Linked DNA regions of Gossypium hirsutum: region 1 is linked to region 2. A link is a contact called in public Hi-C data. All regions are on one chromosome and are shown on one strand. Each heading gives the region's core, a stretch centred on a gene start, on an enhancer-like site or on the middle of the called end of the contact. The rest is flanking DNA. Distances are from core to core; before and after follow the strand shown. Region 1 holds the start of LOC107898250 (protein ZW2). Region 2 has its middle 18 kb from the start of LOC107899539.

Region 1 (4,744 bases), core at 539-3,038, 210 kb after region 2:
TTATAGTTAATATACATGGTGCTGGTTCTTAAGCCTTATTCATGCAACTATATGAATTACCACCGTGGGAAAGCATGCAGGCACTGCCTCTCAAGCATTTTTTTGCCTGCCGATGTATAATAATTAGTAACTATGGCCGTTAAGTCTTTCAAGTTGTCAAAAACTCATTATAACCCCCACCCCCAACAAAACAAATACTTGCAAAAAAAGAGATATTATCATATACAAACTATCTGTACTGTGTGCCTCACTGTTATGATCTCAATAACCATTGTTTCTTTCATCCCTTTGTGCTGGCATCCTTTTGTAACCCCAAATTTCTAAGATTAAGGAACAACTGCGTTGCAGCTGTCAAATACCTCACGTTCTGCTCTGGTTTCAGTATCTCCACCACCTTCATTGTTGTCGTCATCCTCAACAAATCAGCTCCCGCCACCACTTCCTCTAACGCCTTCCTCAACGTCAGCAGTGCTTCCTCCCTTCCACCTTCCACGTTCATCCGCCGTGCTTGTTTCCTAGCCATCTCTAGCAAAGGAGGAGCCGCTACGCTCTCTTGAACCCTGGCCAACTCGTCATTAAGCACCCTTTCTTCAACCTTGGTCTCCTCCATCAACCTCTCTATCCTTTCGCTTTGCTCTTGAGACAGGTCTTGTACGGAGCTAAAAACTAGCCTTAACGCGAACCCTGGCTTGAAACCCGTTATCCAAAGCGAGGCACACTCTAAGGAAGATAAGCAGGTCGGAGCAAAAACAAGGAAAACGTTGCGTTGCGCCACGCGAGATTTCTCTTCGAAGTACTGTTGGTAGTGGGAGAGCACTCTGGTTATAAGGTCCTTCACATCATCCCCCGGATATTCACGGCATTGTTGCTGAGTAGTGAGTAACTCTTCTAAGTAATGCTCATGGCGCACCAGCCAACCCTCGAAGAACGTATCGAAGGAACCACCATCGCGGCTAGTGCTGGCGCCGCTTCCTGGACTCATACCAACCAAAAAAACAAAAAGTCAATGTCAATGAAGAAGAGAGTAAAGCAAAAATATGGTATTTTTATTTGCTTGGTGGGAAAGTAATTCTCTTTTTAGGCCTGGTGAAGGTGCTTAATTAGCAGCTGTTGTTTTTTTTTTTTTTTGGATTAATGAGATGGTTGAAGAAGAAGAAGACGATGATCATAGGAGACGTGTGAAAATTTGGCGTGAAATACAGATAAGGGAAAGGGGGCAGGGGAGTACCTTATATTATTACATATTGGTGTTGTCTTGAAGTTTGTAAGGGGGAAAAAGAGAGAGGGGATGAATAGAGGCTAACTTTTGTATTAAAAGACAACCGACTCAAGAGACAAAATGAGAGGGGGGTGAAAGGGGGGAGGCACAGGCACGGGTTGAGAAATGACAGGTTCGGTGAGTTTTATCGTCAAGCCAGGATTATTAAGGAGCACGTTTTCAACATGGTGAAAATAATTTTCATTTACCTGTTTCGCCATTAACCAAAATGGAGTTTACCCAAGAAAGATATGTTTTGGTTGTAGGTGCTTTCTAGTTGTTTAAGAAAGACACGTCTTTGAAGGGTGCGAAGTGGAGGGACAAGAAGAAGACAAGTAGGAAGTAGATGCCAACTCATTGGTATTTTAACATTTCAGACTTACATGAAAAGTGAACCAATGATAAATACCAATGAGCTGGAATATGTTTCGTTTTATTTTTATCACTGGCAGCTCGTCCTGGTCGATGATGGCGTTCACAGCAGGTAGCCATGGCGGACGAGGCTTCCACTTCACGGTAATCCAAAGTCATTTCTTTCAATGGATGATATTAAGTTACCAGGTTTTCTCTTCATCTTAATAAAAGGCTATACGAATTATGTTTTTACTCCTCCTACTATATTTCATATGAAATTTAGTTTACAAGTTTTTATTTTTATAATATTATTTCTTATTTTGAATAATTAAAAATTCTTAACTATGTCCATTTTTATTGAATGTAGCCTTTTTTTTTTATCAATAAAAGCCTTTTTAAGAAAGATCTGTCATTATATTAATAGGAATAATTAACAGTATTAATACCGTTTATTTTTTCAGTTAATTACTGATATTATAAGAATAAAAGATCAAATTATCTTAAATTTACAAATTAAAAAACTCCACGTGATTGTAGGAAATAAAGAAAATAAGAAAGAGTTGACAATTTTTCAACTTTCTAAATACCAACCCTAAATTAAAGTACATAGAATTTCTTTTTTTTCTTTCTTACAAAGTACATAGAACTTGAATATAGTGGAGAAACGTCAACCAGCCATAATATGACCCTTTGTTTGATATTGAAATATCTGTTCGAAACATAAACCAACAATGATGGTCTGAATTTTTGAAATTTTATTTTATAATTTTTAATCCAAACCAAGAATAAAACTATGATTTTATATGCAACGAATATTGAAATCATAAAAGAACACATATATATTTATATATATGTATGTATAGCAGTAAGAGTAAAATTTTATCAATTTGAAGCTAAGAGTAGTTTACAAGAGGCGACACAAGCGAGGCCTAGAACAAAACTGCCTTCCATTAGCTTTGACTAAAGCCATCGCTCCAGCAGTCACTCCAGCCCAGACAACGGAAGACACATAATGCTGTGCGTTTCGAGCCGCTACACATGTTAAAAAGAGAGGCAAAAAAAAAAGAGTGTCAACACTTTTAGTTAACAGAATTACTAAAAAGAAAGGAACAAGTTACATTACAACCTTGTTTTTAAGGCAAGGAGGGATACCTTGCTGAAGTGAGAAGGTTGTCAGTGTCAAACCTCCTATCAGCAAAGCTGATGCCACTGGAAGATACTGCCATTTTCAATTACCTTTATATTAGGTTGTAATGAAAAATATAACATATAAAAAGGGCAAGTGATTGATATTCTTTTACATTAATATTTTAATTATTAAACACCAATGGAAAATGATGAACTTACAGAGAAGGATTCGAAACTGTTTAGCTGGAATGGTGAAGGATTACTTTTACTGACAGTATAACGACCACTTACAAGATCCAATGCATCCTGAGAAACATCAAACTTGTTTTAGAATAAGGGTCTATTACATTTCCTTGATTGAGATTCGGGAAAGATGAAAGAGGGAGCTTGCCTGCCGAATTCCGTCGTGAAAATTGTTCACATAGTATCTTGATAACGCACTCATTCCATCTTTTATAAATCCAGCTACTGTCTGTTTGCCGTATCTACAGAAATTATTGTCATACAAAAGCATTCACAAATGGTAACAATGAAATGGATACTGATTCTTTGCAAACCATTGACTTCAAATCCCATGTATACCTAACAAGATCCCCTTTCAGTGCATGAGTCCCAGCATATTCAAGACTTATCTCATCACCTTGCTCAGCCCACACTAACATAAGTGAAGAAAGCATTTAGTATGTATAAAAGGACATCAAGTCCTAAACTAAGAAAGTTAGCAATGGTATGCAAAATAACTTACATGTTCTGAACTTCACATAATCTTCCGGAAACATAGAAATGTACTCGGTAGAAGTAAATACCCCAAGCCTTTGCAATTGGATGTCTAAAGTCTTCTGAGCAAGGTAACTCTGTTTAAGAGAATAAATAAGCAAAGCTTAAAAGAGCCTTGAAAATATTATAGAAATTCAAATTAGAGCACATAAAAATTTGTTGGTCAACATGGATATTTTCTTCAGATAACAAAGAATTAAGAAGACACATTTTTCGCAAACCTGGGTCACGTTTGTTCGATCAAGGCAATCAATGCAGTTAGATCTAATAATGCCTCTCTGTTCCTCCAGGATCTTACCATCTTTGTCTATAAGGAAGTATCTGCTCAGCTAGATTAGTGATAGTACAAAACAGTAATCTGGATAGCTAGTACCATGATCATGGCATACTTTATTTATATGTATAACATTTTATTTTGTTGTTCTTACCCTTGCTTTTCAAATTCCTCGGAGATTTTATCATATAGAACTTGGAGGTTAGCAAAGTTCGAGCTTCCACAAACATGATGAAAGTCAAATGATACGTATCTGCAGGACAGGCATGTCAAACATTAAGTTGTAACGATCAAAGTTCTCTTGGAGACCGTTCAGTTCCAGAAGGAAGCAAAAGATCTCAACTTAGGAAACACGTTCATCACTTTCCATAGAATGCTATTTGATATCAAGGACAGAAAGAAGTTGCCTAAAAAGAGGCAAGGAGGGACAAACAAAACTATATACTATAATAGAATAACCGAAACGTCATTTATTATTCATGGGAAATCATGGAAAGAAAAGACCAAAAAGAACAGCAAATAGTTATCTAGAAGTAGCAACTAGATGACTACTAAAAAATCCGTAGCAAACTAATATATTTAAATATTTAGGAATATCGTACGTCACCTCACATTTGGAAGCTTTTGCATCTCCTCTGCATATGCAGCACTTAGTTGACCTTCATCACCATGCTACAATATCAAAATGTATGAAAGATGAAACATTTGCTAGTTACAAGTGTAATAAAAAGTTTGAGCTTCGCATAAAAGAGTCAAAGCTCAATTACATAGTGACATAAATACCAAAAGCTTTGTATCCTCATACACATTTGAACTAGTCAAGCAAAATAAGAAATAATTGCTCTTTCTGTAGAATGAGGATTAGTTTGTAAAACTGTAATTATGCGCAGCAGGTCTTGACAACAATTTTCCAAATATGAGAAACAAAATCAAATTGCTGCTAGGTTTTTGCT
Region 2 (4,370 bases), core at 1,783-4,282:
ATTTTTTTGACATGATTATCGAGTTAGTATTGTTTTAAGTTTTAGAATGTTACACAAATAAATTTAATAGAAGAATTTTAACAATGTTAACAGTTGAACGTGAATTTTTAAATTCGAAATTTATGAGGATTAAATTCCAAATGTACAAATTATAAAAAAAAAATTTGAAGCATATTATAACCTATAAAATTTAACTATTTAATAAAACAAAATCAATCTAAGGGTGTCTTTGGATTGGCGGAGTCTATGGTACGGTAAAATCTTTTACCTCACAGCTATAATAACTAATCTCATCACCATCATTATTTTTAACCTTACTGGAGGTAATTGCACCGTCCATTCAAATAAACCCTAAGGATCTGTTTAGTAATGCTTAAAAAAATATTTCTGGCTCCAAAAACACGTTTGGAAGAAAAGTTGTGTTAAACAAGCTGCTTTTGATTGAAATTTTTGGCTAAAGAAGATGCTAAAATTTTTAGCTTTTTCTTTCCCAAAAGTACTTTTGGTGTTTAACTACTTTTTCACCCCTCCAATAACATAATACTTTCTCTTTTTTTCTTGATTTTTAATTATAAATGTGTTAAAATCATTAACTAAAAATAATGTTTTTAAAATACTAATTACAAATATTTAATGGTTATATTTAAATATTTAAATATTTAAAATATAGTTTATATATTCTAATTAAATAATATTTATTACTTAAAAGTATTTAAAATTTATATTTCATTTATTAAAATATTAACAAGTTATAATAATCTTTTTATATTCTTACTCAAATATAATAATATTAACTAATTTAAATATTATTTAAATGCATATTTGTTACTTGATAATAACATGTCTAAAATAGGCATTTTATTTCTCAAAAATACTTTTTTGACAACTATTCTAAACACTTAAACTTTAAACCAAACTTTTCAAAAACACTTCTCTCAAAAACACTTTTCAAAAACACTTTTCAAAAGTATTGCTAAAGTAGCCCTTCAGTCGAAAATCATACGAGTGAGTTATATTATAGTGAGGTAAATGAGGTGTCATGCGGGTATAGATATGGGAAGAAGCCATTCGTGAGGGTGAAGCTAAGGACAAATTGATTGAAGCTATTGGGTGTTGGGGAACTTTTACTCTTCTCAATAACAATTATATATGTATAGTGTTGGCATTTAGCGGAACAAGTTACATAAAATTTCGTATTTAATATATGGGGGAACCATACAAAAAATTCAGCATCGATCTCATCATTATCTTGGTCTCATTATTTTTAATAACCACGTTAAAATTAATTTAAACAAACTTACGACATCCAAGACAAAATGGGACAGCTTTTGGGTCGGGATTTGACTAGGTTTTTCCCTTCTTTTTTCTTTGCTTTAATTTTTGAAAGGAAACTGAAAGGGTACATTGAAATATTGGGAGACGACTATTTCAAATTTTCAATCTCTATGAAATGGGTATTTTGAATATGTCAACTCATGTCTTGTATCACACATCATAGATTAAAGTTTGTGATCATTATACATGTAATGTCATATGGAGATTAATTGATTAAATATAATTTATTTAATTGATTTGAATTGATTTGATTCGTAGAATATGTAAAGAAGTTCATTTATTTAAAGTTTTGGTGGTTCAATGAAACACTCAAATAAAATTAGAGTTATAGGAGAAATATGTAAAGTAATCTTAGGAGATCTTGAAAAATTTCTTTAAGAATCTCAATTTGTAGATTAGCTTTGATTCCGACCGTGGATGTACTTTAAACTATATCATTAGATCTGGAGGAGTTCAAGTATAAATAAAAAAATTTCCTTTCATTTGTAATCCTTCTATTTACAGTTATTGAATATATTTGAGAGTATTTATTCAAATACTTTATTTGCATTACTTTCTTGTAACTTTTCTGTTTGATTTGTATTTCTTTATCTTTTATGTTTGTTTACGTTTTATTTCAATGCCGTAATTTTTTTATTTATAAATTCTCATCTTTCGAGAGTAAAATTAATTTAAACAAATTTAAAATAAAAAAATCGTTTGAAGTTACATAATTTACGAAACTTAAGTTCTAATCTCGTAACACTTGCATCAGCATCATTTATAATTATTATATTACAATCAAAATAAAAAATTTAGGGATGGTAAATGGGTTAAATTATAGATATATATATTTTCGGACCCAGGGTAACTATGTTTCCTAACAATCGTTTTACCACCTTCCACTTCTTCACTCGAGCATTTATTTTTTGTTTTACTATACACACCTTTGTTTTGTTTGACAGATATTCTCCTCGACCATCTTAAATAGAAGTGCATCAACCATTTTGATGAAGCAAACTGACATAAGGAAGCTCAGTTTAAGAATTCTGGAGCAGATAAAATTGCAAGTAAACTTCATTCAAGGACTATATTGTAAACCATAGATTCACTATTGATTTTCTTTTCAACTTATTAAATCACTAGTTCAACTATTACAAAATAAGATTTTTAAAAAGATTTTTATTTTCAATTTATAGCACGATGTGGGTGAAAAATAAAATTATACTAAAAAATATATTTATAAAAAATAAGATTTTGTTTGAAATGGTTAAGAAAAAATGTTAAAAATTATAGTGTTTTAGGTTTAAATCCTATTATGTGCGCATATTTTTCTATAAAATGTAAATAAAAAACACTCCCCAAAACAATATAATATACTTTATAAAATAATGATATTTTAGCTATTACCTACATAAGTTGATACTTAGTTGACTCGTCACACCAACTCAATTAAGGACTTAATGTATAGCATATATAGCAAAAATAAAATTAGCTTTTTAAGTCCAATTCACATAGTTTTTGACATTTTTTATCTAATTCAATCAGTTTAGTTGATTTTACATCAATTCAAGATTTAATAAAGTTTGACAATCATGAAAGAGAAAAAATGATGTGATGATGATGAAAAGTTGGGTTGATTTGGTTTAGTTGAGGGCAAATGGCCCAAAAGGACGAAAAAGAAGTCTATAATTTGAATTTATTGGGCATGGGTGGTGGTGTTGAATCCCATTACCATATCCCCAAGTGGACTTTCCATATATAAGAAAAGCTTTATTTCATGCATTAAACTTGACCCATTTGAATTAACTTTATATTCTCTTTTGAGTTTTGACCAACCATCTGTGTTCATGAAATTTCCTCATTATACTTTATTTTTCAAATTGCTCTATATTTCTCATTTTTAATAATTAAATATATAAAATAAAAACCAATAGCTTCCCCACCACATGCATACCTATATATATGCACACTTTAAACATTTATATTCAAATCATATTACATAATTTTAATTTTAAAATTTTCGGTAACAATTAGGTAATGAATTTTTTTTCTAAAAATATGATTAAAAGATCAAAATAAAAATATTTTTTTGGGTCAAAATCTGTTGTCGGTCTCTATACTTCATTAAAATTTGAGATTCAATCTCTATATTTTAATTTTCAAAATTAGATCTTTTTATTTTTACGATTTAAAAATCATAATCCAATCATAACATTATTAATATCTTTCATAAATAAATTGTCAATTTAACATGTTTGTTTTCTGTTAACTACATGCCTCATCATATGAAAACAGTTTAGTCAGCATGCCAAGTTAGAACCTTAAGAAAAGAATACTACCAATGTTTATGACTAATATACCAGAAAATGCCCATTTTTAAAAAAAAATTACAGAAATGGGCCACTTTTATTTAAAATAATGAAAATGAGCTGAAAATACAAAAACGCGCCGAGCTAGTGACATTTTCAAGGGAAAATCAGAAAAACGCGTCCAACTCAACACTTTTTTCCCTCCTGACCAATAAAACGCGTCCAGGTCAACGCGTTCCCCCCCAACGGTCACTTTCAACTGCTATTTTAAATAGCCGTTGCCCCCCAACACCTTCTTCTCACTCACATTCCTTACAATTCTCTTTTAATTCTCTCTTAAAAAATCTTTCAAATTTCTCAATGAACTCTAAAAAATCTCTCAAAATCTCTCTTAAATTTTTCCCTAAATTCTATGTTTATCTAAATTCTATTTATTATTATTTATTAATATTTTTAATAAATAAATTTTTATTAAAAATTTGTTTGCATTTAATATAATTTAGCAATGGTCGGGTCTCTAATCCATCTTGATAACAAGCACATCTCCGTCAACCAAATGCAAATGGTAAGAATAAATTTTAATAAATTTTAATATTGTTTAATTTTTTATTTCATTGTTATATTTTAACTTAATATTTTTTATAATTTTTACGTAAATAGGCGGAAGATTGAATTTTACAATGTCATATTCGTAATCTACCCGGTCCTCCATCACCATTGATCAAAACATAATTGAGGGAAGTC

Evidence for each region. A called contact is a pair of places that touch in the nucleus more often than the background predicts.
Region 1: a contact with region 2 is called in a Hi-C map of leaf, with 2.2 times the contacts expected there. The contact joins the promoter of LOC107898250 here to the enhancer-like site in region 2. A contact is called at or near these places in 3 of 34 Hi-C or Micro-C datasets (fibers and leaf).

What each region holds. Positions count from the first base shown.
Region 1 is chrD04:48,624,208-48,628,951 of Gossypium_hirsutum_v2.1, forward strand. It overlaps LOC107898250 (protein ZW2), which reads right to left and starts at 1,789. Exons shown (of 2, transcript XM_016823777.1): 1 at 1,705-1,789; 2 at 281-972. The coding sequence starts at 1,789. The coding sequence ends at 281. LOC107899544 (phosphoinositide phosphatase SAC8) reads right to left here. Exons shown (of 20, transcript XM_016825293.2): 12 at 4,399-4,463; 13 at 3,946-4,044; 14 at 3,739-3,838; 15 at 3,486-3,594; 16 at 3,323-3,395; 17 at 3,132-3,225; 18 at 2,960-3,046; 19 at 2,739-2,831; 20 at 2,428-2,644. The coding sequence ends at 2,594.
Region 2 is chrD04:48,409,334-48,413,703 of Gossypium_hirsutum_v2.1, forward strand. No RefSeq gene overlaps it. Among protein-coding and RNA genes, the nearest start is that of LOC107899539, 18 kb to the left of the region's middle. Within about 2 kb of position 3,033, at least 2 of the 9 cell types and tissues checked have an H3K27ac peak or open chromatin away from gene starts, as enhancers often do. A contact at or near this core is called in leaf, where this site is marked.